Regions from separate parts of the Mus musculus genome. Here all the other regions are linked to region 3. The links are chromatin contacts, called in public HiChIP or PLAC-seq and promoter capture Hi-C maps. All regions are on one chromosome and are shown on one strand. Each heading gives the region's core, a stretch centred on a gene start, on an enhancer-like site or on the middle of the called end of the contact. The rest is flanking DNA. Distances are from core to core; before and after follow the strand shown. Region 1 has its middle 48 kb from the start of 4930556N13Rik. Region 2 holds the start of C030037D09Rik (RIKEN cDNA C030037D09 gene). Region 3 overlaps Msi2 (musashi RNA-binding protein 2). Region 4 has its middle 57 kb from the start of C030037D09Rik. Region 5 overlaps Msi2 (musashi RNA-binding protein 2). Region 6 holds the start of 4930556N13Rik (RIKEN cDNA 4930556N13 gene).

What was found. Promoter capture Hi-C pulls out the DNA fragments that hold promoters and counts their contacts. HiChIP or PLAC-seq counts read pairs in DNA pulled down with a chosen protein or histone mark.
Region 1: a contact with region 3 is called in a promoter capture Hi-C map of the C10 cell line. The contact joins two enhancer-like sites. A contact is called at or near these places in 17 of 39 promoter capture datasets (the 3T3-L1 cell line, 3T3-L1-derived adipocytes, the C10 cell line and 11 more), 2 of 484 Hi-C or Micro-C datasets (bone marrow-derived macrophages and cortical neurons) and 8 of 115 datasets of contacts at active chromatin or transcription factors (double positive thymocytes, embryonic basal ganglia, embryonic stem cells and 2 more).
Region 2: a contact with region 3 is called in an H3K4me3 HiChIP or PLAC-seq map of forebrain, with 4 times the contacts expected there. The contact joins the promoter of C030037D09Rik here to the enhancer-like site in region 3. A contact is called at or near these places in 15 of 39 promoter capture datasets (3T3-L1-derived adipocytes, the C10 cell line, the HPC-7 cell line and 10 more), 2 of 484 Hi-C or Micro-C datasets (cerebellar granule neurons and cortical neurons), 25 of 115 datasets of contacts at active chromatin or transcription factors (the NIH/3T3 cell line, T-cell acute lymphoblastic leukemia, acute myeloid leukemia and 16 more) and 2 of 9 other capture datasets (adipose tissue and liver).
Region 4: a contact with region 3 is called in a promoter capture Hi-C map of cranial neural crest. The contact joins two enhancer-like sites. A contact is called at or near these places in 8 of 39 promoter capture datasets (the C10 cell line, the HPC-7 cell line, cranial neural crest and 5 more), 2 of 484 Hi-C or Micro-C datasets (bone marrow-derived macrophages and nephron progenitors) and 4 of 115 datasets of contacts at active chromatin or transcription factors (astrocytes, embryonic basal ganglia, embryonic stem cells and 1 more).
Region 5: a promoter capture Hi-C map of cranial neural crest shows a contact between it and region 3. The contact joins two enhancer-like sites. A contact is called at or near these places in 1 of 39 promoter capture datasets (cranial neural crest), 1 of 484 Hi-C or Micro-C datasets (nephron progenitors) and 3 of 115 datasets of contacts at active chromatin or transcription factors (embryonic basal ganglia and embryonic stem cells).
Region 6: a promoter capture Hi-C map of the C10 cell line shows a contact between it and region 3. The contact joins the promoter of 4930556N13Rik here to the enhancer-like site in region 3. A contact is called at or near these places in 7 of 39 promoter capture datasets (the C10 cell line, cranial neural crest, frontonasal cranial neural crest and 4 more), 7 of 115 datasets of contacts at active chromatin or transcription factors (acute myeloid leukemia, bone marrow-derived macrophages, embryonic stem cells and 3 more) and 3 of 9 other capture datasets (adipose tissue, liver and pancreatic islet).

The regions. Positions count from the first base shown.
Region 1 is chr11:88,802,099-88,805,966 of GRCm38.p6, forward strand. No RefSeq gene overlaps it. Among named protein-coding and RNA genes, the nearest start is that of 4930556N13Rik, 48 kb to the right of the region's middle. Within about 2 kb of position 1,308, at least 20 of the 459 cell types and tissues checked have an H3K27ac peak or open chromatin away from gene starts, as enhancers often do.
Region 2 is chr11:88,716,321-88,720,224 of GRCm38.p6, forward strand. C030037D09Rik (RIKEN cDNA C030037D09 gene) reads left to right here and starts at 2,323. Exons shown (of 4, transcript NR_038058.1): 1 at 2,323-2,697. It overlaps Msi2 (musashi RNA-binding protein 2), which reads right to left and starts at 1,909. Exons shown (of 14, transcript NM_054043.3): 1 at 1,709-1,909; 2 at 1,385-1,425; 3 at 970-1,051; 4 at 190-274. The coding sequence starts at 1,770.
Region 3 is chr11:88,355,314-88,359,514 of GRCm38.p6, forward strand. The region is part of intron 11 of Msi2 (musashi RNA-binding protein 2); the gene reads right to left. Among named protein-coding and RNA genes, the nearest start is that of Mir378b, 4.6 kb to the left of the region's middle. Within about 2 kb of position 1,763, at least 120 of the 459 cell types and tissues checked have an H3K27ac peak or open chromatin away from gene starts, as enhancers often do. A contact at or near this core is called in cortical neurons, embryonic basal ganglia, embryonic limb bud and 4 more, where this site is marked.
Region 4 is chr11:88,773,499-88,777,728 of GRCm38.p6, forward strand. No RefSeq gene overlaps it. Among named protein-coding and RNA genes, the nearest start is that of C030037D09Rik, 57 kb to the left of the region's middle. Within about 2 kb of position 1,558, at least 10 of the 459 cell types and tissues checked have an H3K27ac peak or open chromatin away from gene starts, as enhancers often do.
Region 5 is chr11:88,690,878-88,695,131 of GRCm38.p6, forward strand. The region is part of intron 5 of Msi2 (musashi RNA-binding protein 2); the gene reads right to left. Among named protein-coding and RNA genes, the nearest start is that of Msi2, 25 kb to the right of the region's middle. Within about 2 kb of position 2,689, at least 71 of the 459 cell types and tissues checked have an H3K27ac peak or open chromatin away from gene starts, as enhancers often do.
Region 6 is chr11:88,849,411-88,853,749 of GRCm38.p6, forward strand. 4930556N13Rik (RIKEN cDNA 4930556N13 gene) reads left to right here and starts at 2,194. Exons shown (of 5, transcript NR_126433.1): 1 at 2,194-2,426; 2 at 2,792-2,873. All of the region lies in intron 1 of Akap1 (A kinase (PRKA) anchor protein 1), which reads right to left.

The sequences.
Region 1 (3,868 bases), core at 58-2,557, 450 kb after region 3:
CCACAAATGCTTGTGGTCATAGTGTCTATCACAGTAACAGAAAATCAAAGTAGAACAAAAATGAAGTCAAAAAAAAAAAAAAAAAAGCCAAAGTCAGAGAATGGATGTCTCATGTAGCCCTTAGCAACTAGACAAAGGCCATAGCCAGAGAATGGATGCCTCGTGTAGCCCTTAGGCCCAAGTCAAAGGTTATAGTTAGCAAATGGGTGTTTCATGTAGCCCTTAACTACCAGCCAAAGACCATAGCCCCATAGCCAGAGAGCAGGTGTCTCATGTATCCCTTAGACCCAAGTCAAAGGCCATAGTCAGAGAGTAGATGTCTCATGGAGCCCTTCACTGGCACTCTTGGTCCACCTGCCTCTAATTTTGTGCACTGAAATTATAAGTGATCATCGCCAGGCCCTTCCGGCTCTTCTTTTTTCAATGGCAAAGGCAGGGAGGCTGTCCCCCTTCACCTTTGCACAGGGCCCTCTGTCTTCTGACAGGCTAGCAGTTGCCAGATGGTGCGTCTGAGGGGTACAGAGCTGGAGAAGGCTCTCCATCTTGTCCTGGTGCGCGGCCTTGGCCTCCACCACCTGACCATTGTTGATGAGGATTTGCTCCTGGGACTTCATCCTGCTGATTCACCTCCTCCGAGGGCTCCTCGCGCTCTGACTGCATGGCCGGTGACCAGGCAGCTGACCAGATGCACACCAGGTGGTGCGGGATCGGAAGCACACCACCCATATTTCACCAGTGGTATAATTGACAAGGGTCACCACAGGAGAGCTTCAGAGGAATAGAGGCCAGGGACACAGATTGCTGCTTGGGTTGCTAGTGGAATGGCTGCCCAGCCTCTCTTCTCCTCTGCAGAAAGCTTTCTCCCCCCACAAAGCCTCAAAGTCCGGCTTTACCTTCATCACCCTCCATTACCATGAACCAAGGACAAGTTTCCATCCCTGGAACGTGCAAATCTTTGAAAACAAACATAGGTGGGCGACAAAGTCAAGTATCCCTGACTCATCTCTGTCCCTCACTGACCACAGGCTGGCCTTAAACTTCTCATCCTTGGCCTGGCTGTCCTAAAACTCACTTTGAAGACCAGGCTGGCCTTAAATTCACTTGAGATCTGCCTTCCTCTGTCTCCCAAGTGCCAGGATTAAAGGCGGCGGCGGCGGCAGCGGCGCCACCACCACTGGATGGCTTAGACTCCGTCTTTAACAACCTCAGTTTTCTCAGTTGATTAGCGGGCATGGTGAAGCCTATTTTCCAAGTGAGTGTTGGCTGTGATTATCCCCACCTGCTCCTGACTGTAACAGACTCACGGAACTGCGGCATCGCGAGCTCTCTACAGCCAGCGGTGCACAGAGGGTTAAGGATTCAGAACTGAGCCTCTCCAACAGAGGAGAAAATAGAGCCACTTCCGGTGCACTTGAAGGACAGATTGCTGGGGATGGAATTGCAATCGGGTCTCGGAGTGGGAGAAGTGATTGCTGCCCTCATTAATATTACTGCTGGCGAGGGCTGCGTGGGACTCAATCAGGTAATTGAGGTCCCAAATTTCGTTTTTTATCCAGATGCGAGATTAATCGAAGTGGCTTCTTCAAATGAATTCTTCGGAGCTTTCGTTGTAAGCACGACGTCCTCTGGAGTTGTTGTTAACGTTTCAGACCTGAGCAATCGGGAAGCGAAGGCCTATTGTCCGGTTTAGCTAGTGTAAATGTTAGGACGGTCAAGGTCAGGGCATCACTGTACAGCTGTCAGCTCTGGTTTGACTCCAGGGACTCTTTGACCATGTGAACCCCTGGACAGCCACTCTGAGATGATGTCACAAGTCATGACCACGGTGATGATGGGAGGCAATTAACTTTGGTCATTCTGGACAGAGCAATAAAAACTAACTGCAAATCAGAACTAACCAACTACCACCACCTCCTGATGGTGATCAGGGAGGGGCAATGATGTCCATCTGTGATAAATATTTACATATTCATCATGCACACTACCCTTGTGTCTCTTCCGTTCCTACCAGGTACACGCCTTACAGTTAAGAATGGTACACAAGCCGGGCATGGTGGACACACCTTTAATCCCAGCACTCGGGAGGCAGAGGCAGGTGGATTTCTGAGTTCGAGGCCAGCCTGGTCTACAGAGTGAGTTCCAGGACAGCCAGGGCTACACAGAGAAACCCTGTCTCGAAAAAAGCAAAAAAAAAAAAAAAAAAAAAAGAATGGTGCACAAAGTGTTTTGCTAAGTACTGGTCACTCTGCTGAAAGACTGAAGGTCAGGAAATAGTTGTGGAAACCCCTTTATCTATGGTCAGGTGCATGGCACTAGTGCCTAGTGGCTAAGTCTGGGGTGTTGCAGAACCCCTTGATTTGGGAGGTCTGAGGAGTCTTGGATAACTGGTATCAGAATTGAATTTGATTGTTGGACACTCCTTTGGTGTTTCAGAATTGGAGAAGGGACTTGTAAATTCTCTCAGGGTTTCCACATAGGAATACTATAAATCCATTGTTAGATTTTTTTTTCTCTTAGTATCTTTGTGCTTTTGTGACACCACTGTAACTAATATGGATTTGGAAAAAAAATCCGTGTGTACACACACACACACTGGTCAAAGGAGTCAGTTCTCTCTTGCTGTCTTATGAAATTCAGCTCATTAGACCTGTGCACAAGTGTCTCTAGCCACTGAGCAATCTTATTGGCCCAATAGTAAGTTTTAAAATTCACTTCCCAACTGTTTATTGTTGGTGCGTGGGAAGCTAGTCATTGTATTATCTTCTGTTGAGGTCCTTGTTAGCCGACTTAATACTTGTAGCTGATATTTAGATATTTAGTTTGTTTTTGGACTTTTTAGATTTGTTTTAGGGTGTGTGTGTGTGTGTGTATGATGTACATGTGTATGTGCACTTATGCATAGGTGTCTGTGGAAGGGCATCAGATCCCCTGACACAGAAACTACTGGCAGTTATGAGCTGCCCGATATGGATGCTAAGAACCAAGCCCTGGTCCTCTGTAAGAGCAGCGAGTGATCTTAAACACTGAGCCACCTCGCAAGCTCTTGCAGTTTTTTTATACAGTTCCTGGGATTTCATGTGTATTCCAAACCATCCATGGATAAGGACCAGTTTACTTTTTGCCTGATAACCATAAGCTTGCTTGCTTTATTTATTTATTGCCTTATTCTGTGAGATTCTGTTAAGTCACAGTGATAAGAATAGATACAGTCACCTTGTTCTAATAAATAGCTAAGCATCAGGTGGAGGTATCAGAAAAGCACTGGGTATTAGAAGAAAAACCTGTGCGTTTTTTAGAGGGGAGGATGCACCAACAACCCCATACATATTCAAAAACCAACTGGAAAAAAAAAACAACACTAAACTCTTGAGGGATAAAAATCACTAAGCAATCTAGGAGTAGAAAGAACTCAAGTTAGCCTCAATTTTTAAAAAGAGTGGCTGAGCACACCTTGAATCCCAGTACTCGGGAGGCAGAGGCAGGCAGATCTCTGTGAGTTTGAGACCAGCCTGGTCTACAAAGAGAGTGCAGGACAGCCAGAGCTCTGTTACACAGAGAAACTCTGTCTCCAAAAATGGGAAAAGAAGAAGGAGGAGGAGGAGGAGGAGGAGGAGGAGGAGGAGGAGGAGGAGGAGGAGGAGGAGGAGGAGGAGGAGGAGAAGAAGAAGAAGAAGAAGAAGAAGAAGAAGAAGAAGAAGAAGAAGAAGAAGAAGAAGAAGAAGAAGAAGAAGAAGAAGAAGAAGAAGAAGAAGAAGAAGAAGGGAAAGAAAAGAGAAAGAAAGAAAGAAAGAAAGAAAGAAAGAAAGAAAGAAAGAAAGAAAGAAAGAAAGAAAGAAAGAGAGAGAAAGGGAGGAAGGAAGAAAGGGAA
Region 2 (3,904 bases), core at 1,073-3,572, 360 kb after region 3:
AAGGAAACCCCCAAAACCAGCCACCGCAGCAAACTTCTGAGCCAACTCGCTAGCTGTTTAAAAGTACCCAGTTCTAGCACAGAAGCAAAAGAAGGCGCTGTCCCTTTAAACAGGGCTGTCAATGCCCAGACCGGTACTGAAAAGGGGCAAACAACAACTATTTAGAAAAAAAAAAAAAAAGCAACCTACCGTCTTGGAATCTAACTCATGGTGGGGCTGACCTAATACTTTATCTACACTTGCTGGGTCTGCGAAGGTGACGAAACCGAAGCCTCTGGAAGGAGACAAAGAGGGAGAAAAACAAACAAAATGTGACACTACTGAGCGCAACAAGGAGACCCTATATGTAGACTAGGATGCGAATGTTGCCCCCACGCACCCCCCATCCCCACCAGCTCCCTCTATTCTCCTCTAACCCACAGCCCTCTGCCTCAAGAGGTAAAAATACCAAGGTTAGTGGGGGAAGCGGGACGAGGGGGCAGGGCGGCTGGAGGTAACTTGGAAAATGCTGGTGTCTCCACTCTGGCCGCCTCAGTTTCCTCTCCTCCTCTTCCCTTTCTTAAGGCTTTGTTTTATTCCGAAGGAAAACGGACACTAAGATATTCATTCACCTCCCAAAGAGGGGACTTCAGAGTTTGGGAGTGTGCAGAAGGCATACATTCAAATTTTTAAATTAAAAAAAAAAAAAAAACTATGTGGAAAGTGGGTGAACTGAATGTCATTTTAAACAAGAGAACAAGAAGCGACAGGAAAATGACTTCAAGCGGGAGAGATGGGCGTCTCTGAATCCAGAGTTCGGCCCTAATTAACAATAACCTTTGGGGTTATGGGGGGGGGGAGCGACGTTCCAACCAGCCACGCGCCTGAGCCCCATTCTAAATCCGCTTAGCTACTTCCGAAGACACCTCCAAAAATAAAACTAAAACTTTGTTCTAAAATAAAGGCAAAATCGAGAAGGGAATGCGTTACCTGGAGCGTTTCGTTGTGGGATCTCTCATGACCATACATTCTCTAATTTCTCCAAATTTGCTAAAATAGTCTCTAAGGCTATCTGTAGAGAGAGAGGGAGAGAGAGAGAGATGGGGGGGTGGGAGAAGGTGTGGAGGGGGGAGCAATGCAATTTTTTGATCAAGGACAAAAAGCAAAAGTAGTTTTCTGTTGTTATTCTGTTTTGTTTTTGCAATATTTTTGCACACGAGGGGGAAATTCAGCAACAGAGGTCGCGTAGAGGGCTCGGAAAGGATTTGCTATTTAAAAAAATAACCTTGCACAGGAGAAGTGGGGAGCCAATGGCGGGGTGGGGGGGCTCTTACACTGGGATAACAAAGAGCAATAAAGAAGCCAAGAAGGGGGGGACCCAGGCGTCCCCCCCTCCCTCCCTTACCTGGTGAGGTCTGCCAGCTCAGTCCACCGATAAACATTTTACTAGAGGGAGAAAACATAACCGAAGTGAGCACCGATGTCAGATCGGCCATTTTGACGTGTAACTTACAAAAGCTAAAAGGAAAGCTGGGGGGGAGCGGGCGAGCGCGAGCCTGGAGGTGGGCTGGGGGAGAAGGTGGCGGCCCCACGCCACCCCAAGGTGCGCGAGTGCCCCAAGGGTGCGCGCGGGGGCGCGGGGGGCGCGCGAATGCCCCGCTCCGCACCGTCGCCCGCACAGCCCCGAACGAGCCCGCGGCGGCGCGGTGGGCAGCGGCTGGAAACTTACCCGGGGTCGTGCTGGGAGTCGTTGGCGCTGCCCGAGGTGCCTGGGCTCCCATTTGCCTCCATAGCGGAGCCCCCCCGCCCCCCCACCCCCGACACACCGAGCCCCACAGCGAAGCGGAGCGCAGCGGCGGCCGGCTCCGAGCCCCAGATCTCCGTCCCTCCTCCCCCGCCTCCTCCCCCCGCCCGGCGGCTGCGAAGCTCCGCGAGCGCCGAGCCGGGCCAGCGGCGAGAGCCCGTCACACGTGGGCTCGGCTCAGCTCAGCCCCGCCGCCTCGCACACCCCCCGTCCCCGCCCCCCCGGCCCATCCCCACCTCTCCCCCTCCTCCTCCCCACCCCCATCTCCTCCTCCTCCTCCCCCTCCTCCCCGCGCACGTGGGGCGGAGTTCTAGAACGTCGTGTAACCAATGCGGTGACGTCACGCACCCCGTTCGGTCCCCCGCCTGTCCGCGCGCGCACACGCTCGGCCCCCCGCGGCAGCGGGACCCATCAGGGGCGGCGCGCGAGCCCCGCGACTCGAGTGGGGGGGTTGGCCACGCCAAGCAGGCGGGGAGACGGGAAGCGCACCCCGAGTCGGCTCAGATCACATGGGCTGGGTGTGGGGGAGGGGGAGGCGCGGGGAGCTCGGCCCGGGCTGTTCGCTGGGCCGGGAGGCGGCAGCGCCCCCGGGCCCCCCTAGTTCGGACTATTCATTCAAGTTCCTGGGGCCCTGCGCCCGATTCGGAGGTGGCACCCGCCGCCCTCCCTGCCTCTGTGCCCCCGTTTCCAGCCACCGCGCGGAAATTTAGGTCAAGGACGCCGGGAGCACACCCACACCCTGCGCTCCCAGGGCAGTCCTCGAGAACCCCGGGATCTGGGGGGCTTGCGGATGGAGGAGACCCTCCTGCACGAACACCAGCCACAAGTTTTATTTTCCCTTCGCGCGGCAAGTTCTCTGGCTCCCGCTCCACACTGGCACGTCCTGCACGGCTCCCCGCCCTTCCCCGCCAGAGGTACGGAGCCGTGCCCGCGAAGGTTATTTCGGAACTTTGAGAAACTGACGCGATAGATAACAGGGGGCGAGGAAGCAACCAGACAGGGCTTGCGCCTTACTCAGACCGCGATTTGAAAATATAATAAAGTGGGCTTGTAGGGGTCAAGGTCAAATGATTGGGGTTCAAAGCAAATGTTCATGGAGATTGAGTAGCAGTTTGGGAGTATCCCGAGGGTGGTTAAGATAGGTGCTTATTTCAGAAAATCCCTCGACCATTCATCCGTTATCTAATTTATTTATGTTTAAAGTTACTAGGGCTTCCTCTGTAAAGAGTGTAAGCGCCAGGAGTGAAATGGCTCTCTATCTCCCAAGACCTGCGGTAGGTCTTGGAGATAACAAAGCACCTTACCCCTAGTTTTTGGAACTAGGAGCCTCACAGATTCTGACACTTAGTAGGTGTTTGGTAAAAGTTCCCTTTCTCCCCTGGCAAAGTGTAAACTCCAAAGGATTGGTGACTGTAGCTTCCCGGGGGAATCGCACACTTCGTATTCCAGGCTGGCCAGATTCAGGCTGTATTCAATTTATGGAGTATTTAAAACAGTACGGATACAATTATCCTTATTGTTTTAAATTATTACAATAAACCAAGTTAATATGGCATGAGGGGCAACATAAAGTTGTGGTTCATCAAATCCCTGGGTTAATGTTAAGCATGCATTGATGCACAATTAACACTTTCCCATTAATTTTCATAGGATTAGGAGACAATGGAATTCACTCATCACCAAAACTATGCCGTGTCCATTGTGGGTTTGGAGACATTTGGAAAAATCTCAACACAGCCAAAGCTTTTGAGTGGTCAGACTGTCAATCTCTCTGTCCCCTAAACTGGGGTAGTGCCTCTCTGACAGCATGGATGGGCGGAGCATTTGTAGTGAACAATGTAACAATGTCAAAGTCCCTTTTTAAAATTGTGTACTTACATGGACTGTGTTTATTATAAATTGTGAATATGATTTTTAGAAGGCACTTCATAAGACTTCAGACCACAAACCCTGCTGTTTCCCAACACTCCAAACAAACTGATTTTTGAATCATCTGGGTTCCCATGTGTTAAAGAGCTGCATGTTTTTATGATGGTAATTGTTTTTTTGCGATTATTCTCAATCACAAAGTACAGGCAACACAGCTAATTGGATTATATTTTGGATTTTTACCGCAGAACC
Region 3 (4,201 bases), core at 513-3,012:
TGCTGGGTGCCTGCCATGGTCAGGGATGGTATAAAGTTGCACAACTAACCAGGACGTGAGGCTATGGCTATACACTGACTTTGCCCAGGCTCTGATTTGATGGGTTTGAAATATGGCCTGGCAGTGAGGGAAGTTGAAAAAACACCCGGGAGATTCCAGCACGCAGCATAGTTGTAACAAACTGTAAGGCTGGCTCACTTGCTCACTAGCAGCGATGAGCAGGTCTTCTGTTATTGAATTTGTGTGTCCTGTATGTGTGTGTTTGTGTGGGGGGTGTACATGTCAAGTGTCTTTATTGCTCTCCACCTTATTTGTGACAGGGTCTCTCGATGAACTTGGAACTCATCCATTTGGTTAAGCAGGCTGACCAATCAGCTCCAGGGATCCACCTGTCTCCACCTCCTAAGTGCTGGGATTACGGATGCAGCTGAGCATTGCTGTTATGTGAGCACCGGGAATCAGAACTCAAGTCCACCTGCTTGCAACAGCACGCCCTTTACCAACTGAGCCGTCTCCCCTAGCCCCAGGTCTTCTGCTATTGATGAGTCCTGTTCACAAAGACAGAACCACAGAAGCCTGAAAGGTCCCACCAAGCACACTTAAGGCTGGAAATCTGATATACTGAAAATGTGATTCTTACTGTAAACAGAGCCCTGCCACACCGCCATGCACCCTGCACTTGATGGCTGACTGTTTTCAAGGGCACACCCCACACCTCCACGGGATTTCCTGCCACTGGGATGCTCTTGGCTTTCTCCGCACGATGTCCTTAAGCCACTGTCATTTCCACTGCTTATGTCTCCTAGGACGAAGGATCAGGAGCTTTGGACGGCGCAGCAATACAGAGCTGCCGGGCTGATGGGACCTACTGGGGACTGTAAGTCTGAAATCCTCATTTAGTAGAGGTGGATGCCGGCCAGGAACCATGCCCCGCCCATCCTCCCTCGGGTTTATCTTCTAAGCTATTTCTCACTCTCAAGGCCATCTCCTCCTCTAGGAGGTGGGAGCACCTCTTGGTGGTTTCAATATCCTCTTAGCTATTTGAACCTTGAAGGTCAAGACCTAAGGGATGGAGGTCATGAACTCGACGAGACCCCTAGCCTGTCATGGTGAAGACCCCTAGCCTGTCATGGTGAGTTTATTCCCCAAGACAGGCAAACAGAAAAAGAGGCTGGCAGAGGAAGACCCTGAAATCTCAGTGGAAGGTTTAAAGGGTGTTTTTCTGGATTAAAGAAGACAATGTGAGGTCAAAGAGAGCATAAAGAGACAAGGAGTTTCTTCCATGTCATGTGGTTTCTGCTGTGTTTCTGGTCTGTTCTCTGGTGGGGGAGGGGTGGATTAGTTTTCTGCCTGACTCTCCAGGGTACCCACCGTTCTGTGTGTATCTATCTGTAAGGCTGAACTTTCCAAGACCCAGGAAGCCCACCCTCTCCAAGACATAGCCAGAAATAGCTTCCAGAAAGAGAGGGAAGCTGGCAGCGAAGCAGGGCTGGCCTGCTTTCTTCACACACCGGTCTCTACCTCAGACACCCGGGCGCAAGTGTGGGATTCACTATTTGCCATGGACCTGGACAGACCACTTTATTAATATTAATAAGTAGCCTGGAACAAAGGGCCCATTTATTTTTAGCCTTCTTTAATTGTGTAGTAATTACTCATCTACAAAACAAATGAGCCCCTGTTTGCAGTTGCTATGGTACCTGGTGCCCAAGCCTCCCTGAAAGAAGATTGGGTAAGGAGCCGGCTGCGCCTGTGGCCACACCCCCTTCTCCACCATTGGCCCACAGCCCAGCCCAGCAACTGAGCAGCCAATGGCCTCCTTGCTCTAGGGCTGGGCAGTGTTTCCTAACCACTTTCCAGATGCTGTTTGTGCAAGGCAAAGAAAGGGATGCTGACTCCCCCCTGCTTAGAGAAGTCTGCCTACCCAGAGATCCCTCCCTTATCTATCACCTCGGACAGTGACTAACTTCCTTCAGCTGTATTTTAACTAAGAGTTCCCTTCAAAGAATTCCCTTCAACCTGGCTTCGTCTTGATGGACCACACCTCTTCTGGATCTCCTTTGTCTGACACTGGTCCGAATGGATGCAGGGATCAAATCAAAATGTCAGCCAAAGATCAGCCAGGCAGAACCATGCTGCGGAGTCCCAACAACAGAAGCAGGTGCAAAAATGCACAGCGTGCCTCTCGAGACCACTTGTAAATGATTTTGGGTTATCGCCTCCCCTAAGGATAGGAAGAATTGAGTGGGAACAGCTGCACCTTTCTGTCGAGTGTTTAAAAGTTGCAGTCTGGCTCAACCACCGCGGGAGAGAGACTGGCACAACAGAGCATGTGTGGATAGTGGCTCAGAACACAGGCTGATGGGACAGGCTCAAATCCTGTCACTGCCACCTCAGATAAGCTACTATCTCTTCCCCGAGCCACAGTTTGTAATCTCTAAAATGGGAAGGGGACTGATGGCACCCATTTATGGCTTCCGAATTAAGTAGGGGTATGGCGTGTGGGCTTGGCGCACACAGCACTTGACTCACATAATGTGAGCAACTACTGATGAATTGTTATTATTGTATTAATAAAGTAGGGGAATGTTTCTAATACTCTCCTGTTACTCTTTAAGGAAACTTCCAGCAGATGTATATTTTGAGACGTTCCGGTCACTAGGTGTGGCTGTCTTTCTACTAGTCCGAGCCAGACAAGGGCAATGAGAGATGGACCAGCAGAAAGGACGAGGGCAGAGGCTGCCGTGAGGGCAACGGAGTGAGAACTGACATCCTGAGGGTGGGAGTGGATGATAACTTATCACTGAAGGTAAAATGGAGACTTGTGTCTGCTCTGGGGCCCTGCCCAGGTCATCTCTCTTAGGTGGCTCTGTCTTTCTCAGTTTACTGCTATGAAGAATTTGAACCAGTCCCCAGCCCCACAATATACATAGTGACCCTGGCTGGCTTCTAGGTAGCCCAGTCTCTTTAAGTCTATATTGCACTCCCTAGTAGCCAGTCTTCTGTTCCCAATCTCTGAAGGCAGGGGCAGGTCTCTCCTCACGTACTGAGCTTGGCTGCCGAGCTCTCCGTCACCTACAGCCTGATCGGAAACTTGACTGTGTGACTGAGTCTCCACAGAATCCTTCCGTACCCTAGCCCAGCCTCCGTCGCCATGGTTGAGGAGAGTATGAGACCTCTTATGTAGGTATTTACTGATGTGCACTCAGAGGCCACAATGTCTAAGAATTACCAGCTCCTTCATGCTACCCTGAATAATGCTGCCAAGGTATGTCAATCACGCACCTCTGGTTTCTCTTCCTGCTTTGGGGTTTCCCTACTTGTTGCCAGGTGAATCCAGGCTTCATGGCTGGGTACCAGGGGCTCTCTCTACACTAGTCTTTTCAGCTCTCTAACATCACCGGATGCTCATTCCACCCCGACTGTATTGAAATCTCCAGCCACAGTTAACTGTTTGCAGGGCTTCAAATGTACCCTCATCTAGACTAGTGAACCCCATCCTAACCTGCTCCTCCTGTGCATGGAACAGGTTTCTGTGACTGGGCTTCTTGGTGGTGTAGGGTCATTAACTACCTGTTGTCTTCACTTCAGGCTGGCTGGTTCCTAAGGGTGTGGACAGCGCTGGTGTTCTACCAAAAGCCCCCCAGGGGTGTGGTGTGTGTCTCTGTTGTTACTACAATGTTATTTTCTTTCTCTTTATCAGACCCAAAGCGGTCCTTTGGGATGCAGTTCTTCCCCCAACCCCACTGTATAAAAGCCATTTGGTTTAGGAGATAGCGCTAACATTCAGTGGCAGGTTCTTATAGCAGAGGCCTTGGCCAATCAGCACAAAGCTCTTTGGCTTTTGCTAGGATTCTGGACCACCTTCCGTGCTACACTGCACTGTGCACTGCATTTGTGAAGTAGACCTCATACTGCTCAGGCTGGCTTTGAATCTGTTGTATAACTGAGGCTGACCTTGAACTTCCGTATTTCCCTGCCTCGTAACTGCTGAGTCTTCGGGTGTGTGCCATTCTGTTGGGTTTATCCAATGCTGGGGAACAAAGCCAGGACTTCGTACATTATCAGCTGAGCTACATCTCCAGATCCACCTCCTTCTTTAGATGGGATGGCATGACACCCCACACAGCTGCAGCCGTCATGAGGCAAAGCAGCTCAGATAAAGAAAGTACTAAAGCTAGGAGGGTAACAAAAGTCAATG
Region 4 (4,230 bases), core at 308-2,807, 420 kb after region 3:
CATTTACCAAAGTTGATGACCTGACCCCAATCCCTGAGACTCACATGGCAGAAGAAAGGCACTGACACCTGTCAGTCAAGAGCCACGGGACAAATAAACATTTAAAATTTAAAAAAGAAGAAAAGAAGTAATCAAGATCATAGGCTACTTGCACCTATGGATACCCAATAAAACCACCAGCGAGGTCAGCTCCAGCCTAGACTAGGACCTGGGACATCCTGGAACATAGGCGATACTGCCAGCTTCCCAGACCCTAGACTATGATTGGTAATGAGCATGCTCAGAGAATAGCAAAGGGCTTTAGCAAGATGCTCTACTCTTCTGTTGTGAGCATTAAGCTCTGTTGTGAGCCTCAGAAGCACTGTGCCTTAAGAACTTGAGGCCTCCCTGGTTCCAGAGGCCAAGCTGAGCATCTGCCCTAGTGGGCTTTGACTCCCCTCCAGGAAGCTCCCCACATCTTCTACCTACAACTCCAGTGTTCGTTCACTTGGATTAACAAGAGCCATGGTTCATTATCACCAGAATTCCATGACTCACACGAGAAGAATTTTTAATAGCAAGTAAAACATACACTCAATCCACCATCACTGCGTCCACCAACATGCACCTGACATCAAACACATGAGCCAAAGATAACAAGCTGCAGCAATTCTCAGCAGCCAGGACACCAACAATAGCTCACAAAGTTTCACAATGATAAGGAACACATCTCTTGAGGAGTAGTGCGTGCTCTCCTAGCTGACCTCCTGCCAGCAAATTGCATCATGGGAACTCGGTTGTTCAGCTCCAGTTGATGGGGCACCCAGCCTGTGCAGCGTTGTTGTGAAAGGGATCCTAGACACCAAGCCCAAGGTCAGCCACTCCACTCTCCTGTCCCTGTGCTTGAGACACATACTGGATGGTGCATTTTTTCTCATCTTGGGCTATTTTAGCATCTTGGATTTTATCTCTCAGGGAGGTAAAAGCAATTTCTAATTATTTTCCTTCTTTCTCTTCTTCCTTTCTTTCAAACAAAACAAAACAGCTGCACCACAATTGGAATTTGAGGGGGTGGTTGCTTTGAGGCTTGTAGGCTTGGAAATACACACAAACACACACACACACACACACACACACACACACACACACACACTCAATTTCAAAGGAGGAAATGATCCTTCAATAACGTCTGAGAGAATTGGATGGTGGTATTCATCAGCTCGTCTGGAACCGGTAGGCAGCTCTATTGTATGAGGGGGCAAGGGTCTGCAGTCTACTTAGCTTTCCATTTGGGGAAATTTCCTTTGGAGGATTTTCTTTACAGCCTTAAAGCCCTGTGTTTATATAAGGCCTGGAGCTGTATACCAAACAAGGCAGAACACACAGTTGATGGCTGAAGCTTGCTTTTCTTTGTGTGTGCTTTCATGTGCGTGCATGTGGAGGGGCCAGGGCCAACATCAGATGTCTCCTTCCTCAATGCTTCTCCTCCTGACTTTCTGAGACAGGATCTCTTACTGAGCCTAAAACGCATCAGCTCAGCTAGGCTGGCTGGCCTGTGAGCCCCAGGGATCGCCCTGTCTCCATCTCCTCGGTGCTGAGGCTGAAGATGTAGGCTCTCCCATGGCTTTCAACATGGGTGCTCTGGGTCTGAGCTTAGGAGCCTATGTTTGCACGGGATGCACGTTACTGAAGGAACCATCTCCCAAGCTCCTCTTTTTAGTTTTCCTTTTATTTACTTGTTTATTTATTTTTGATGGATTGATTTTCCTTGTATGAGTACACCGTAGCTGTCTTCAGACACACCAGAAGAGGGCACCAGATCCCATTACAGATGGTTGTGAGCCACCATGTGGTTGCTGGGAATTGAACTCAGGGCCTCTGGAAGAACAGTCAGTGCTCTTAACCGCTGAGCCGTCTCTCCAGCCACTACTTGTTGGTTTATTATTTGAGATGATTTGAGTCAGGGCCTCCTGTGGTAACCCAAGCTGTCCTCAAATTCTCAACCAAGTGCTAGGATCAAAGGCCTGGGCCACCAGGACTGTCCAGCTTGTGTTTCTTTATAAAGGCCAAGTGACTTGTTTGTCTTATGTCTTTCCTGAGGTGACCCCTATGAGGTGGGGGGCTTTACACACAAGGGCCCTGTCCACCTCTGTAGCTTTGGTTTTAAGTGCATATGGGACGTGCATGCTGTCACGTCATGAAAGCAGCCTCAAGAAACATTGCCCGCAACACTGGGGCTTGGATTCATGGCCACTGCCTGATGAAAGGCTGGGTTTTTAGCATGCACACAGCTTTCTGCTCTTATAGGGGATTGTGGCTTGATTACAGAAAAAGAAGACTAGTCCTGCTGTCATTCCTCAGGCTGTAAGAATGGAATTAGCGTATGCTTGAATCATACTGATTTTAAAAGTTGCTGTTTGATGACTCAGGGGGTAAAGTGCTTGCTGTACAAGCTGGACAACCTCAGTTTATCGCCCCCCCCCCAACTCTCCCCCCACCGTTCCACCAACTCCCAAAGCCAAGTTCTGAAAGTTGTCATCTGATTGCCATTTGTGTGCCGTGACACACGCACACCCACTTTCACAAACACATAATAAATAAATAAATTCATGTTTGAGCTGCTGACTTGAGTTGTATTTTTTTAAGGAAAAAAAAAAAGAACATTAAATTAATTTTGGCTTGGGATGAGAGCAGGGTTTCTAGCAAGTTCTAAGATGGTTCCAACCTGCCTTGTACTTGATATTTATATAAAGTGATGTTCTTACTACTTTCAATTATAAAGTCAGAATATTGGTCATCTCTGAAAAATGTTGAAGGTGCCTTATAGCCCACAGGCAAAATTTGATTCGTTATAGCTAAATACACCAGCACACCTATTAGTGTGCAGATCTGCTTTCATCTTTAGTAAGTGGTAGGAGCATATGTTTACCAAAAAATTGTTTTAAAATAAATTTCTTCATGGTTTATTTGTTATCAGTAAATGACTAGAGGCTGTTCCTTTGGTGCAGGGTTGCCACTGAGCCCTTCTAGTTATTTATTTATTTATTTAGCTAGTTAGTTTTTTACTTCATGTTTGTTTGTTTGTTTGTTTGTTTGTTTGTTTATTGACAAAGTCTCACTCCATAGCCTTGGTTTACCTCCAACTCACTATGGTTGTTGGCCTCAAACCAGGCTGGCCTCAAACTCAGAGAGATCTGCCTGCCTCTGTCTCCAAAGTGCTGGGATCAAAGGCTGTGCAAACATACCCAACATTCCAACATTCTGCTTTGTTTGTTGAGACAAGAGTCTCACTCTGCAGCACAAGTTGGCCTTGAACTCGTAGCATTCCTCCTGCCTCAGACTCCTGAGTGCTGGGATTATAAGCATGAGCCACCATCCACAGCATTATGCGTTTAGTTTTTAGTTTGAGGAAGAACCTAAATTGCTTTGACTGGTCCTGCACTTACTCTGCATCCTAGCCAGGCCTTGACTTTGGCATCATCCTGCCTCCTGGTAGCTGAGATGAGCCCCGCTTGGAGCTTTACTGTATCGTGGTAAATGTTTTGGAACTAGACTGACTGCACTATGGATGTTCTGAGTGTCGCTGAATTATTCTTTCTAAAATGGTTATTTTTCTGTCATGTGAATATGATGGTTAGTATTGTCAACTTGCTGTGGTCTTGCTGTCCTCACTAGAGGACAGGCCCCGGATGTGTCTATGAAGAATTAGCTAGATGAGGTGGGAAGATCCACCATAACTATATATAGTTAGCACTATTCCATCCATGGGCCCGAGTCCTGGCCTGAATAAAGGAGACAGTGAGCTAAGCACCAGCGTTCATCTCCCACTGCTTCCTGACTGCAGACATGACATCACCAGCTTCTTCAAGCTCTTGCCATTATGAGTTCTCTGCCATGGCAGAAGGCATCCTCAAACTGTGAGAGAAAATAGATCATCTGTGATGGCTCATTCTGTCTCCTCAACACAACATAGAAACACCCAGAAGAAAGCCCCTTGAGTGACCGTGGCCTGCATCAGTCTGGGCAGGGAGTCAGAGGGCATAGCACTTCCTCCTGGGCCGTGTCCTTGTTTCTTAAGATGGATCTTTCTTGGGTCTTTCTTGGTGTTCTCCAGTAGGGTTGGACCAGAGATGCTCCAGGTGTTCTTGTCTCTGAATTCTCTGGCCAGCTGTCAACTGAGCATGCGCAGGATAGAAGGCATCTGGGCACCCACAGTGAACTCGTCACAGATTTCTGGAGTCGGGAGTCTCC
Region 5 (4,254 bases), core at 1,439-3,938, 340 kb after region 3:
TTTTTTAAAGAAATAAACCCCTTCACAGTCCCAAACACCTGTTCAAGAACTCAGCTCTACACGACAGAAAGCACTCGAGGGGCCTCTGCTAAGGGGCAAGCAATGAGAAAAGAAAACATTTCTAAAAATACAGAGGCTTGCTGGGAAAAAAACAGGGTTCCGGGGCCACAGAAGTTCGTAGAAAAAGTTCAGGAACTGTTCCTGTAACTGGGCTTAAACATCTCGTTCTAGACCACAGAATTCAAAGCAGCTACACGCAAAAGCTTCCCAGACATAACTGGGAGTTCCCCGGGCTCCTGTCCACTGATAATGCACACAAGCCTTCCCCTGGTCTCTCCTTCCCACCCGATTACTCATTTCCCCGGACTCCCTGAAAAGACACCCCTCTTCCCTCCCTCCCTCCCTCTCTGCCTCCCCCACCCTTTTTTCTCTCCCTTGCCCACCCTCCTCTCTGTACCAGGAGAAGCAGAAATGATGATTTAATGTGAAAATACAGTTGTGCAAACCCATCCTAAACTGCTATATTCTGCCCAACTGCATTGCATGATTGCTGGCTTGGTCTGGATTTTGCCATATTGCTCTCTCCGCCCTACTCAGCTGAGAGACAGGGCAAAGGAGAAACACTTTCTTATCGGGAACATCGGTAACCCTGAGTGCTCCCTGCAAAAGACAATCTTGGGACTCTGCTAGTTCACCTGGGAAATGAAATGGGGAGAGGGCGCAGCTCCAGCCCCTCAAACTCCCTCTTCCCAAACTCAACCTTACTGCTTCATGTTTATCTCAAACAGGAAGGCACTTTCTCCAAAAGCTGGAGAGAAATACTTAGGAGAAAGGAAAGATTAAATAAGCCCTAAAGGACACCAGACTTACTAGTTTTAACAGCAATACATTGTTACCAACTTGCCCTCCCAGGGTAATAAAGGAGAGCTTTGCATAGCAGATGACTGAAGGCAAATATTAAACGTCTGATCAACTTTAACTTCTCTCTATACCAACAGCAGGCTGGACCTGACCAAGTTCAGGTTGACAGCCAGTCCCCTGAGAGCCAGCACACCCAGTGGGAAAGATGACATCACTGAGCCCCAAGTTCTTATCTCCATGGTGATGGGGGGGGGGAACTATAGTAGACAGAAAAAACAATTCTGGTAAATGAAAAAACTTTCTTTGCATTATCTCTTACAATATTTTCAAATTCTGTTACTAGGGTTATGTGTAGATGGAGGTCAGAGAATGACTTTCTGGAATCGGCTCTCCGTCCACCTACATGTGGGTCCTGGAGTGGTGGGTGGCAAGTGCTTTTACCCACTGAGCCATCTTACCCTCTCCTCTTACAATGAAATGCTTTTTTAATAATGCAATGCTTTTTAATTTAAAAAATTACATTATGGTGTTTGGTGTGTGGTAACCGTCAAATCTCGCCTCTCTCCTCTCCTACTTTATCATAGCCACTTAAAGACAAGAAACTTTCCAGATCTCAAAACAGTCTGTGACTGCACAGCTGCAGGGAACGAAGTTGTCAAGAGGAAAAAAAAGGGCACGTACACACCTCAAAAATACATACATAGAACACCCAGGTTTATTTTTTGTTTGGAGTGAGAGACGACATATCAGTTCAAGTGGATTTCTGGGCCAGCAGCTGTACTGCACACGTCATAGGGGGGTGGGAAGAACGCAGGCCTTACCCTCAAGGACAGCTGAACTGAGGGCTTCCTCCAAAACCCTGCAACCCAGCGTCACCAGGACAACCAGGCAGGGTTGAGGGCACAGCCTGGGCAACTCCGATGACTGGATGACTCGTGTGGTACACGAGGGAAATGCAACAGAGGAAAAAGGAACCTGTATGGAGTCACTGCTCGACTAGAGGACTGGGCCCCTTTTCAGCATGAAGAAAAGAAAAGAAAAGAAGAGGGGAGGGGAGGGGAGGGGAGGGGAGGGGAGGGGAGGGGAGGGGAGGGGAGGGGAGGGGAGGGGAGGGGAGGGGAGGGGAGGGGAGGGGAGAGGAGAGGAGGGGAGGGGAGAGGAGGGGAGGGGAGGGAAGGAGGGGAGAGGAGAGGAGAGGAGAGGAGAGGAGAGGAGAGGAGAGGAGAGGAGAGGAGAGGAGAGGGAGAAAGAAAGAGAGAAAGAGAAAGAGAGAGAGAGAGAGAGAGAGAGAGAGAGAAAGAAAGAGAAAGAGAAAGAGAAAGAGAAAGAGAAAGAGAAAGAGAAAGAGAAAGAGAAAGAGAAAGAGAAAGAGAGAGAAAGAGAAAGAGAAAGAGAAAGAGAAAGAGAAAGAGAAAGAGAAAGAGAAAGAGAGAGAGAGATATCTTGGGCCATGCTGATCCGGGAACTCGAAGCAAGATGCTTCCCTGTAGAAAGCCTGGTCCTCTAACACACTTCGTTCCCCCTCAAGTGGCTATTTTTCTTGGTACTGAGTACCTTTAATTTTTATTCTCTTTTATTTTTACAAATACAGAGCCTGCAACAGTTCCTAACTGAAGGACCGCTAGCTGGGATGGAAACACAGGCCAGCTGAGACTGCACGGTAATGCTCCCTGCTTAGGCCACCGTTCCAAACTCGCATCTCTGGGATAGAAGGCCAGCCCAGCTGGGACAGGAGGAGAGTGCCACTAACTCTTCCACCAGGAGTCTGAAACAATCCGGGCCTAGATCCTTACAGACACACTACCAAGGGCCGCCTCAGAAAGGGCGCCGCCTCCTTGGCTCTTTTGACAACCTTCACGGGGCAGGCCCTCCCGCCCAAGCTCACTAACTTAGCTTGCTCAGGAGCAGAGTGCTTCTCTCTGTGGGGGCCTGCCTTCTCTGCCTGTGTTTTTCTATTTCTGCTTCAGGGGATCTGGAAGAGTCTCTCCTTTACCCCTTCCCTCCCTTCCTTCCTTTCCTTTGTATCTATTTGCGCATGCTCTTTAAGTGGCTTCAGGCTTGGCATTCATCTTAAACACACCTATAACGGATCAGGGACTTGAAACCTGTTTCTGGTTATGACGGACAACTCAAGCCCCCCCCCCCCACCCAAAGTGGGAGGCAGGGGAGTGGGGAGGAAAAGTTACAGACTTTTTAAAGGGTCTGTGACATAAACCCATTTCTGGGTACTACCCATAAAGGAAGCACTTCAGCCCCAGGGGCTGACAATCCAGACTGAACCCGGGTGGCCTCAGCTTATAAAAGTCCCAGCCACTCACTTGGGAAAGTTCACCGGAGGGGATTCCATCACTGCTGGAGAGGGCTTTCTACAAGCTTTGGTGAGTGTGAAAGGGAAGAGGAGAGGGAGGACGAAAGACCCTCCTCCCCCTCCTCCCGAAAAGCAAGCCCCACACAGTGCACACAGCTGCAGGAAGATTAAAAACATTTTATTGTTTAATGAGTAACAGAGGGTTGCTGGACATGGGCAATTTAAAAATCAAATGCCACTCCCGACACAGCCATTTGCAGTTAAAGGTGAAATGTGGTCCTTTTAAAGCAGAATTGTCCCCACCAGGAGGAGGACTGTGCACTGAGGGACCCAAATGCCCACCTAATTATTAAAGCTGTCAGCTGGCCACCCCAAGTAAGTCCCTTCCGTGGACAAAGTTCCCTGGAAGGAAAAGTCTCACCCCCACCCGGAGCGTAAGGAAGCTCCTGAGAGGAGTTGAGTAATGTCATCCAAGTAAAACAGTCAATTATAAAACATTCCAATAGATTCTCTAAGAACATCTACCTACGTGACAGAGATTTACACAAACCTGAAAGGCACGCGGCAATATTTCCCCTCTACCTCCTCCCTACACTTCCATCACAGGAGAGGGGGAGGAAGCAGGGAGCCGAGGAGACGCTGTCACACAAAATCAATTGTGAGACCCAGTTACTTATCCGACATCCCACAGTCCTGAGAGACAAGCTGGACGCACACAAGCACACCGGCATGAGCACACACGCACGCACACACTTCTTTATTGCCTCGGCAAGAATTATGGCTCAAGAGGCCGGCACTAATTTTAGTATCAGATTTATTATACAGCAGGGGGCAGGAATTCATCAGAACTGTCCCGTCTCCATATACCTTCCGGACTGCTCCTTGCAGTAAAAAAAAAAAAAAAAAAAAAAAAAAAGAGAAACATCCTGGTTTACTAATGTTGCCCACTCCTGCTGCTATAGACCACCAGCCTGCTTTCTGAGATGGTTCAAAGCCCTTCCTGGATGTTCCTGAGGGCTCGCTATGACGAAAGCACACGTCCCACTTTTTGGTTAAAATATATGTCTGACAGCCCAAGCAAAGAC
Region 6 (4,339 bases), core at 944-3,443, 490 kb after region 3:
CCCACACAAGGATACTTCGGAGCCCTGCCCCAGGCTGGTGAGGAGGACACTCAGCTATTTTGAATCTGCTGGAATTAAACTCCTGCCTGCGTATTTTTAGCAGGTCCGTTTGCCCAGGAATAGATGCACACTGGCTGGCAGCCAAGCGGTCACACAGAGCAGAAAGCAGGCACGTGCTACATCAGGCAGCCCTTTGCATGCATCTGTTCACTCCAGGTTCTAGAAGGATCCCTTCTCTTTCTACAAGTACCTGTGGCTTCTCAGAAGGCCCTCTGGAGAAGTAATGGCCTCAACTCCCCAACCAGCTGACAAACCTGTAACCCAAGTCTAGAGCCTTCTAAACAAGAAAATAATCCCCGGGATGGCACAAAACAGTGTTGGTCCTAGTGACTAAATCAGTTTTGGCTGCAGTTACTGGGAAAAAGGGCTGCATGTAATTGACAGGAAAGTCAATCATAAAAACAACAGCTTAGAGGCCAAGAGCCCAAGTCCACTCTAGGCTTGGCCCTGATAGGGGGAGGATGTGTTCTGGACAGCTGTTCACACACCCTCTCTGTCAGAACTAGAACATTCCCCCATTATCCCAGGTATGACCACTGGGGGAGTGTGTGCCCCAGCCACTCCACCTCCAGAGCAAAGCACAGCTCGCTCTTGATAAATGTGCCTTCCCTTCAAGGGTCTTCCCCTGGGCAGGCGATCAGAGCCAAGCCCAGCAGTCCTGCAGGCTCTCCTGTACTTCTGTGTGGAGAACAGATGCAGCCTTGCTGGCCTCCATAGGAAGTTCCTTGGCGTGTGAGTTAAGGAAAGAAGAACATACAATTGTGGTTCCCTGCCTGGCAGCGAGAGAAAGAGCCTCTAGTTTCTGTCCACAGCGGTTTCTGAGCTCTCAGCTCTGCTGCTCCTAAGGAGCAGATGATCTACCAGAAGACTATCTCGGAGACACTCTCACTCTCTCTCTCTCTCTCTCTCTCTCTCTCTCTCTCTCTCTCTCTCTCTCTCTCTCTCTCTCTCTCTCTCTCTCTCACACACACACACACACACACACACACCTACACAAGTCTCGGTGGAGCCCAGAAAAACTTTTTCAAAGATCTGGATTAGGACTGGATAGATGAGCCGGGCGTGGTGGCACACGCCTTTAATCCCAGCACTCGGGAGGCAGAGGCAGGTGAATTTCTGAGTTCGAGGCCAGCCTGGTCTACAGAGTGAGTTCCAGGACAGCCAGGGCTGCACAGAGAAACCCTGTCTGGAAAAACCAAAAAAAAAAAAAAAAAAAAAAAAAAAAAAAAAAGGACTGGAGAGATGGCTCAGTAGTGAAGGGTACTTCTGCTCTTCCAGAGGACATGGGTTCATTTCCCAGGACACATAAGGAAGTGTATAGCCATCAGTTCCAGGAGATGACCCCCCCCCTTTCTGGCCTGCCTAGGTACCAGGCACACATGCAGTGCTCATACATATATATTCAGGCAAAAGCTCATCTCATACACATAAAATAAAAATAAGCTAATCTTTAAGGCAAGGATTTCTATAGGCTGCTACAGATACAGGGGAGAGGTGACCTTTTTATGGTTCTGATGTTTTTAAGGGTAGGAGAGGGGAGCAAAGTCCCTGGGCAGAGCCTGAAGGTGTCCTAGGAGCTGACCTAAAGAACTGGCGAGAAGGCCTGGCAGTCTCGTCAAGTGGGGCAGATCACCAGAGGTAACGGCTGACTGCGGCGATCCCCATGTGATTTCTGGCCAACACTGGCAGTCAGGCACTTAGCCATAGGAGGTTACTGAGCACTGAAGTATGACAAATGCGACTGAAAAACCTCAATGTCTAGTCTTATGTAAAGTCAGTTTAAATATCCACACGCTGGTGGCGACAGCTTGGGTGACAGCAAGTACTAGAAGGTTTCCCCAGAAAATCCCAGGACATGAGAGGTCCTGCCTAGCACCAACCTTGCTGGCAGAGTGCAGTTCTGGGGGTGATGGTGAGCCTGGGCCACTCTCCCGCGGCAGCATGGCTGAGGCCCAGGGTCACAGAGATGGAGCCATGCCTCAGGCCCGCTGGTCTTAGCCTAGCCCGGGTGTTCCCTTCATCCCTGGGGGTCTGAGCAAGCTGACTCATGCGAGCACCATCAGGATTCCGTGTTAGCTCATAATGGGCTGGCTGGCCCGCCCAAGGTTAGCCCTACACCTCTATTGTGATGGCCTTACAGGGCAGCAAGCCAGCCAGTGCAGGTATGTAGACTGGCAGACAAGACAGACAGATTCACCCTAGGGTAACTAACTCCTTGCACAGGTACAGATGAGCCATCTCCCCAACCAACACCCTGGAACACTTTCTCAGCCTGCTCCACAGCAGGAGGGCAGAAGCTCAAGACCCACTTGGTGAAACTTCTCTGGCCAAAAAGGAAAGCTAAGGTCTAGAACTGAGAGGCCCAGGTAAGACGAGCTGGAAACTAAAACTCCCATTCTAAGCATGGGATCTTCCTTGCCAGCCCAATCAGTAGTTAACTAACTTCCAGCTTAAAGAATCTGGTTAAAAGGGCTTAGCTGTTGAGAGCACTGGCTGCCCTTACATAGGACCTGGGTTCAATTCTCACTACCCACACCGTGGCTCAAAACCTTCTTAGACTGGAGTCCCAGAGGCTCTGATGCCCTCTTCTGCCTCCTGAAGGCACTGTATCCACGTGGTGCACATACACACATGCAGATAAAATACCTACACACATAAAATTTAAAAAACCTTGGTAACACAAAGGAACCAACCAACCAATCAGGAACAGAGTGTCCACCTCTCCTTGCAGACAGGTCCAGCGCCTCAGTCCTTTCTAGTGATGTGAGAAAGCAAACTCTCCTACAGTGGTCTCCCCAGTTACTTCATCTCAGGTAGGGGTGTGGTTTGGGGGTTTTGTTTGTTTGTTTGTTTTAAGCACAACCATTTATTGTTATTGTTGTTTTTTAGTATTTTTTTTCAAGACAATGTTTCTCTGTGTAGCCCTAGCTGTCCTATAGACCAGGCTGTCCTGGAACTCAGACATCCACCTCTGCCTCTCTAATGCTAGGATCAAAGGTATGCACCACCATGCCTTTGCACAGGGGTGTGGTTTTTGAAAAGTTTGAAGGCTGTGTCCAGTCCCTCCTGGCCCCCATCTTGGTCTCTTTATTATTGCCTGGTTTTTACGAGAGAATTCTGTCAGGCTCTAGGGGGTGATTACAAAGCAGATTCAGGAATGCACTCCTGGGTACATGGAGTTCTCACCTCACCACAGAAGGTACCACACAGGCCTGCTCCAAAGATATGAGCAGTGATCTGACAACAGGCTTGCTTAAAAGACAGGAGGATCACGAGTTAGAGGCCCTGTCTCAAGACCAAGCAAATAAAAACCAAATGGTATGTGGCTTCACAAGAGGTAAGTAAGGAAAGATATTGATGTGTGGCTAACGATGCCAGCAACGGAGAAATCACAAAGGCAGAAGAGAAAAACTCTATTCAATAAATATGTATTGACAAGTCCAAGTACCAGGCAGGGTAGGGCAGAAATGAGTGAGAAGCTCTGAACCTTCCACAACATTTTTGGAGGTGAATACCCGTGACCTCTTCCCTAGTGAGCTGCTCTGCTGCCCACGCTGCCAAGGACTGGTCCAAGGGGCAGAGGAAAAAAAAAAAAAAAATGTCTGGTGGTTGGAGGAATGAGCAGAAAACAGAGTACCATTTCCCCAAACATGGATGCTCCAGTTCCTTGTGCAAGGATAAGAGGCCTTTAGACTGTGTGCTGAAGAGCCAAGCATACTTGGGCTACACTCAGTGACCACTGTCTCCACCACCTGGGGGTTCAAATCCAGGTGTCGTCTCCTTCACAACTTCCAAAAGGTAAAGCCTTCTGTTAGCTTGGGAGAAGGAACCTCCTGGCTTGGTTGTCCTTGCTGAATAGTCCTGTGTTCAGTCACATATCCCCTAATGCGCACTCTCAAAGGGACCTGCTCTCCTGCACATATCAGCATGCTTGATAGCTACTCACCTCTGCACGCACACACTCGCAGCAAGGTACTGGAGGACATGTTCTCCCAAGACAATGGAGTGAATCTAGAAAGGAGGGGAGTCTCTGTAGGCATGTTGTTATTGTGTGTTGTGTAAAGAGTATCCTTGTGTTACTCAAGTGCTGACTTCCGGGCCCCCATATCTGGTAGCAATTTTTATTCTAAGAATCTCCTGCTTCAATATTGTGTTAACATTGCTCCCCAATTATTCTCTGAATAGTCAATAAAGCTAGCTGATCAGCCAATGACTGAGCCAATAGGGCTGATCTCTTTCTCCCAGAGGGGAGGGGGGGGAGAGTCCAGGAGGCATCATG